Linked DNA regions of Zea mays: region 2 is linked to region 1. Evidence: chromatin contacts called from public Hi-C data. All regions are on one chromosome and are shown on one strand. The core of a region is the stretch at or near the end of the contact, and the rest is flanking DNA. Distances in the headings are between cores, read along the strand shown.

Region 1 (3,736 bases), core at 41-2,540:
GACCACTGCATTGGAGTTGTTTGTTCCTATGGATGAAAATTTAATAATAAACTGTCGTGCATAATTTTTGTATTTCTTGTTTCGCTGACTTATCTTCAACAATGTCGTTGAAACTAGGTAATAATGTAAACATTGTGTGTGAAGACGCATTGCGGGAAGTCTCTTCCATTTTCTAAAAAAATCAAAAGGGAAGGACAGACAGACCCAGTTTGCAAATTATGTGACTGCAGACAAGAAACTCATCTGCACATGATAGCTAAATGCAGCTATGCCAAAAGGCTATGGCGGCAGGTGGGACTTTCACATAATGAGCAAGGTCTGTCAACTAACACGATAAACATCAGGGAGTGGTGGATGCAGATTTTACCAAAACGCAGGGGCAAGGGGATGAGGTGCAGCGAGCAAGTCCAATAACCTACAGTGCTTGGAATTTGTGGAAGGAGAGATGCTGGCGAATCTTTGATAATAGGTGCACACCACAGCAATAACTTCTGCAAGGCATCGTTAATGATGTACAGATGAAAGGCCTAGCACACGAGGATAATCCGTAGTACTTCACTAGTTTCCCAGTTTTTTCATTATTTGCTGTTTTCATTACCCTGTAAATATTCAGACTTTGCTTTGTACTGGATGAAAAGGCAGAGCACCTGCCAGTTCTGTTGAAAAAGAAGTCATCCAGGCAAGATTCACGAAAACTAGGAAGGTTTTTGGCATCTTCTATTTACAGAGAAAATAAATAGAGTAATGCCTGTACACCGTGACGTGCCAACAGCAAATCTCTAGGTTCATTAATTCGGAACGTTCTCGTACCACAGCTTGTACGTGCTCTACTACCTAGAGTCACAGGCAGGGGACCCAAGCAGTTCCAACGAACGGCAGAACGAGCCTCAAGTCGACATAAATCCGGAGAGAAACACGTCGATTTATTACAGTAGATACCGTCGGGTTGAAGTGATCCAGGGTTTGGTTCATCCAGTGCTCCTCCCGAGTCAGGTAACGGTCCGCGCCGCCGAGGAAGCCCCCTCCTCCGGCGGTCGGCGGCGGGAGCCAGAGACTGACGGCCTCGCCGCCTCGCGCGAGCATGAGGAGGATGGCGGCCGCGGTGACGAGGTGCACGGCGGCGGTGGCGATGCGGGCGGACGCGGACCCCATCGCCGGCTGCTTGATGCGGACCGGTAGTGGGATCGATGGGAGTGGTGAAATGGAGATCCTTTGGAGCTCAACAGGGCAAGAGCAAGCAAAGCAACTGCCAAAGGCGGCGCCGGGCGAAACCGTACACGGAAATTTTTTTTCTTCCCTTTGTGGGGGAGGGAAGAAGAAGCGTGCGCGGTTCTTTTTTTTTTCCTTTTCCAAGTCCAAGAGAGGTGCGGGTTTCTTTTTTGTTTTGCGAGTGCAAGTGTACACCTACTTCGTTCTTTTCTTTCCTTTTATTTTGAGTCAATTTTGTGCTCCCTATTCAGAAAACAATATAATTTTTAGTATAGTATCAAGTTATATTATTCTGAGTTTATCTAACTACATAATGTATACAAAACAAATATTTATGATATATATTATTATATTAGTCAAATGCGATTTTTATATATAATATAGATAGATATTGATTAAATGAGATATTTATATAAACATAATTACACTTTTTATTTTCCAAATATTAGTATATGTATATTTAAAATAAGCAAACATATATTTTGGTGGAAAGCGTTGACTCCCCAATCTTCCATCATTTTTGCCGCGATTTCCTGCACAGCGCGCTGTGCGCGGAGTAACGCAGGAATGAATTATTCCCGTAATATTTTTTTGCAATTTATTATATATTTAGAAACTTTAATAAATGATGTCTTAGTACTTGTTTGGACCGAGGTGAGATAGAAGAACATCTCTAACAACTTCTAAAAATATTTCTCACAATACATAGATATTGAGATATTCCTAACACTTTACATCCTAAAAAATTACTACTACTCCAACAACTCCCAAAAAAATCCATACACTCCATCTTCACAATCTGCTAAAGTAACAGGAACTATATCGCTAAATAAGGATGTAAATGGTCGGTAAAATTCGGTAAATTTTTGGTACGTTTACCGATTTTTTCCACCGTTTTCAGATTTTTCAGGATATACGGAAAACGGGTCGGAAACGAGATATATTGTTACGAAAACGGTACGTTAAACAGTGAGACATAATTACCGTCCGTTTTCGGATTTCTCAGAAAAAACCGATATTTCCCGTTTTTTACTGTATTTTTTAGATCCACAAAACAAGTGATCCAGACGACATGCCACATAATTTCTAGTTTATGTATCGTGTGTTTAAGACTTATATACTATGTGATTAAAACTTTAGTGGACATGTATGATCATTTATGTGTGGTCATGACCATGTATTGTGTATTTGTGTGGTTGAGACCTATATGTGGATGTGAATGAACAATCGTGTTTTAAGACTTGTGTTGTGTGTTAAAATTTAAGAGTGGGCATGTATGAGTGTATGACCAATTATATGTGGACAGTATTGTGTTTTGTGTACTTTTGTGAATGAGACTTGTATGTGGATGTGAATGAACAATTGTGTGGTTAGGATTTGTTTATTGTGAGATTTTCCAATTACAGTTACATTTTTCCGATCAATTTCGAGCTATTTTGCTCGGATTTATCCGTTTTCGATATACTGAAATTTATCGGCCGTTATCCGTTTCCGACTTTCCCGTTTACCGATTCGGACCGAACAAAAAAGTATATGGGTGAAATCGGTGAGAAGTTTTTTCTGACTTATAGACCGTTTCACCCTTATTGCTAAATGACTTGCCCCAAAACATGTTGATATTTACGGTCAGACCATATATGGCTTCAATTCTTTTGGACCAGCAGCCTACAAAATGCACATATTATAAAACAAATTTCATTAGTAATATTGGGCTGCACATTCGAAAGGCTATTCACTTGGGCTTTGGCTCTTCCCTTGTAGTGCGGAGAGCCAGGAGACATTCATTGATTGAGTGAGATTAATGGGGCCGCATTTTATGGCATCAGGCCGTCATGGGCTATAGGATTTCGTCGGTCTTCACTTTGTACTATCAGTTTGATGGGCTCTAGGACAGGAAGTAATAACGAAGAAAAAGAAGAAGAAACGCCAACGCTTCCAACAAAGTCACGGATGGGGATATCAGGCATTTTGCGCGGCGCACTCGAAACAGCGAGGCGGAGCATCAGGCATCATCAGCACGGCGCTAAACGCTTGCGGTCAAAATTTTGAAAAGGCGCCGGGCCGGGGCGAGGCGATCGAGCCGGGCCCGGGCGCTGCCAAGCCGCGTACGTGCGCGCAGGCCCGCGCCGCAGCAGAAGGGAACAAAGCAACACACCAAGGAGGGGGAGGGGGGGCCGCGCGGCGCGGCGCGCCGGTAGAGGGACCAGCAGACCGGCCGGCGCGGACCCAGCAGGCGAGCGAGTAGCAGCAGGAGGTGACCGGTGTTTCGGTTGGTAGCTGCGTGGCCGTGCGCGCGGCGTGTGTGATACGGATCTGAAATCCCCGCCTCCCCGGGCCTCATGCTCGTCGGCCACCGCCGTCGTCTGGGCGCGCGCGCACACGCAGCAGAAAAGACGCCGAGGGGAGCCGGTGGCCGGGGCCTTGTCGCCCGGCTGGTAGCTCCGCTCGAGACACGGCAGAGACGGTTGTAGCAGGTTGTACCGGTCGGAGGAGTGGTTAGGTGCCCGGCTTGTTCGACGGTCAGAGC
Region 2 (3,770 bases), core at 406-2,905, 540 kb after region 1:
ATGGGGTCCAATCAGATGGTGGTGTCAAACCGACCGGAGATCACTGGAATCAACTCCAAAAGCTACTTCCTCTGTACTCTGCCATAACCACTGTGAAGCTAGGGAATAATGGGAAGACTACCAGGTTCTGGTCCGATGTCTGGCTTGATTTTGGACCTATCACAGATCACCTATAGCTACCTGCCCTCACAAGCCATGCAAAACACCGGGCCGTCTCTATCCATCAGGTTCTCTCCGAGGGGATTACTAGGCACCTTGCCCCGCGCCTGAGCTCGGCTGCAAGGCAGGATCTGGAGCTCCTTCAAGCTGCTCTCCGTAATAGCAATCCCACATTCCCACGGACCTTCCGGACCAACGCCTGAGCCCTCTCATTGATGAAATTGCCTCTTGGTGTGATTCCTTTTCTATTTTCATGTAGCCATCTGTGCGATGTGTCTCTGGCAGCTAAGCTTATGTCCCTCCCCCTTGTAAAACTGGAACATGTGCCCTTATAATAATCAAGTTCTAATCAGGCCGGGGGACCTTTCGTCCCCCGTTGGCTTTGTCAAAAAAAAAAGGTGTAGGTCCATGGAGTTCACCACATGCATAAATACGTGTGTATCACACCGTGCATGAATACTAGTGAAAGGAAATATCTTCTAGCTTCTCCCGTCTCCATGTCCACTAGGTGGAAATATCTTCTAGCTTCTCCCGTCTCCATGTCCACTAAGTTGCCTTTAGTGAATAGTATAAAATAGAGGACGCTACATTGTAAATGACATTGTTTATCAAGTGAAGTTTAAAATTAAGAGATAAGATAGAAGAACCGCCGGAGACTAGATACCGATTTCGCCCGTCAAACAATTAGGGATGGTAATAGATTACAATCTAAATGTTTCTTCATAATTTATTAGGGTCTTTAATTAATTTTAGCTAAAAATTAATATAAATAGAGTCGAATCCTAATATGATTCAATCATTAAATTTTATAGCGTATAATTTAGAGTTTACGCTACCCTACAGACGATACAGCCCAATCAAGATTCGCGCTGCAGAGAGAGAAGAGGGAAACCAGTGGCTGAGAAAGCCCGCGCAGCACTGCGGCCACATGGGCTTGCGGGCCAGCCTTTCCCGGACCGATGGCGATCTGAAACAGAAACGCCCAGCGCTATTGATTCGGTCCCCCGTGCCCTGAGGCTGAAGCTGAAAGCAACGTCACGTCATCGCACCTGACGATGTCCCCACCAACCTTGGCACGTCCCAGTGCGGCACCGTCAATGTATTCTCGTAGCGGACTAGCTAGCCGCCCCAGCCGTGTTCCCGGGCCGGGATGGGCAGCAGAACCCCGCACGTCGCCGTCGCCGTCGCCGTCGCCGTACGTCTCGCGATCGCTTGAAGACGGCTAGCTAGACGCCACGCAAGATCTCCGCCAAACTCACGTTGCATTGGCTCGACCTGTTCGTACGTATGCGCATGCAGCGGCGTCGATCGGCAAATCAAAGGCAAGCAGCCGAGCACCCTCGATCTCTTATGGTCCTCCTGGGCACGCTCTCCTGGCCAGACAGACACGACGTGCCGGTTAGGCCAGTCATACGCGTACAGGCCGCGCGCGCCCTTATCCTCCATTAATTCGTCCTGCCCCCTATATAACTCGATGCTAGACAGAAGATCGAGGCAGCACTAGCAGTAATAAGAAACACGTCGAAGTCGTCGTAGTTTTACGTGCTCCCGTCCGTCCCGTGCGCCATGTCACGCAGCAACGCCTTGATGTGGTTGTTGCTTCTCGCGCTCTCGTGCTGGTCGTGGTGCGGCGCCGTCACGGCGCGGCCGACCCCGAGCGCCAGCACCAGCACCAGCACAGCCGGCGGCGGCTTCATCAGGTCGTGGTGCGCGGGGACGGACTACCCGGCCCTGTGCAACGCGACGCTGGCCCCGTACGCGGCGGAGGTCGGGGCCAGCCCGGCGCGCCTGTCGCTGGCGGCGCTGACGGTCACGCTGGACGGCGCGCGGAGGGCGACGGCCGCGATGAAGGCAATGGCGGCGGGCGGCGCGAGCAGCCACCACCTCGTGCCCGTGGCGGCCGAGGCGGCGGCAGACTGCGTGGGCATGCTCGAGGACGCCGTGGACCTGCTGCGGCAGTCGGTGGAGGCAATGGAGCGCCTCGGCAAGGAGCCGGCCAGCGCCAGTGCCAGCGCCAGCGGGCAGGCCGGGCGGAGCGTCAGGTTCCAGGTGAACAGCGTGCAGACGTGGGCGAGCGCCGCGCTGACGAACGACGGCATGTGCATGGAGGGGTTCAAGGGCCAGCCCGCCGTCGTGAGGGAGGCCGTGCGGAGGAACGTCGCCGGCGCCATGCACCTCACGGCCATCGCGCTCGCCATCATCAACGCCATGGCCAAGCAAATGTAGTAGGGTTTACGGCATGGTGTTACGCACGTACGTGTATAGCAGTGTGTGTTGTGGATGCCTTGTGCTTGTGCATATATGTTACGTCTCTCTGTGTGCTGTTCTTGTGTGATGAAATGATCACATCTGATCCTGATTTGTTTAGAGCTGTAACGGAATAATCATGGATGTCTGCTCACCAGTGTCAGGATACTGCAATGGAAGAATCATGATTCGTTGTCATGAATGCGCTGGACTAATTGGCAACTAGTGGTACTCGATCAGATCCGTTTCTACCACCAGTCAGTCAGATCAACAGGAATACATTCTGCTCTGCTGTCAGTAAATTGGTGATGAAAGATGTCCATTTTACTGGCTCGAGACCTACAACTACTACACAATGACATCGAGTAGACTTCACACACACCGATGATTATCCAACGGCAAAGCGCTCGTCAGTACCAGCAGTGTCCGGAGATCCAGATTTTAGAAATAGGATCCAAAAGGCATGAACACAGGAAACGCTGAGTAGCTACAGATCATATTCAGAGTCTTATTTCCAAAACAGACATGGCAATCAAAGATACCGACAGAATTATTGGCATTCTTTTGTGGTTATCTTGGGCTTTCAGCAAGATGCAATCGCGCCGAAGAGGTCCCCCGAGTTGAATTCAGGACATGAAAGAAATAGCCTGAGTAGCAACTTCCAGCGCAGCAGAAACATGGACACAAACATGAAGACGGAATTAAAAACACATATGCTCCGTTAGCCTTTAGCTTGCAAAGCTCGCCAACGACTACGAATTTTCCAGATCCAGAAAAGGGAAGAAGTAAAACAAAAACAAAAGAGGAAACAAGTAAACCACGATTTCCTGACAGTTGTACACCAGTAGCATCTTCGGTACAAGACTATCGCACTTGGCCAATATTTTTAACTCGAAGTTTGTATCCCTTACTACTTGAAACAAAGCTAAAATGTCATAGCATTCATGAAGCTCTCTTGGGAGGAGACATATTCTGCAGGAGTCTGGTAGTTGTAGCTATAACCACCATTTGCAGCAGGATACCTAACATGGTGAAGGAAGGCAGACCACAAAAGTTAGCAGCAAATACTTAGACTGTAACTTCAAATAGATATATAGCTAGGGGTAGCAATGGATCACGATCCAAATATTTCTTCACAATTTGTTTGAGCCCTTATATAATCTTAGTTAAAAAAATAAATAGAAATAAAGCCCAATCTTAATCAGATCTGATCCTTAGGTTTTATAGTATAAAATTTAGAGCTCATTATCTCCCATAGATATAGATATAACTTACCAAGAGCAACACGAACCGCATCAAGCATTTCGTAGCTTGTGATGGCCTCTGTGTTTTGCTTCATAACCTAGGCAACAACCAAATGCAAA

What was found. Hi-C and Micro-C count contacts between places; a contact is called where the count stands out from the background.
Region 2: a contact with region 1 is called in a Hi-C map of bundle sheath, with 2.2 times the contacts expected there. The contact joins the promoter of LOC100286061 here to the promoter of LOC100283354 in region 1. A contact is called at or near these places in 2 of 25 Hi-C or Micro-C datasets (bundle sheath and ear).

What each region holds. Positions count from the first base shown.
Region 1 is chr1:229,769,728-229,773,463 of Zm-B73-REFERENCE-NAM-5.0, forward strand. It overlaps LOC100283354, which reads right to left and starts at 1,291. Exons shown (of 14, transcript NM_001366962.1): 1 at 940-1,291. The coding sequence starts at 1,152.
Region 2 is chr1:230,311,888-230,315,657 of Zm-B73-REFERENCE-NAM-5.0, forward strand. It overlaps LOC100286061, which reads left to right and starts at 1,656. Exons shown (of 1, transcript NM_001368188.1): 1 at 1,656-2,604. The coding sequence starts at 1,726. The coding sequence ends at 2,385. LOC100276271 reads right to left here. Exons shown (of 6, transcript NM_001150101.1): 5 at 3,682-3,748; 6 at 3,213-3,428. The coding sequence ends at 3,349.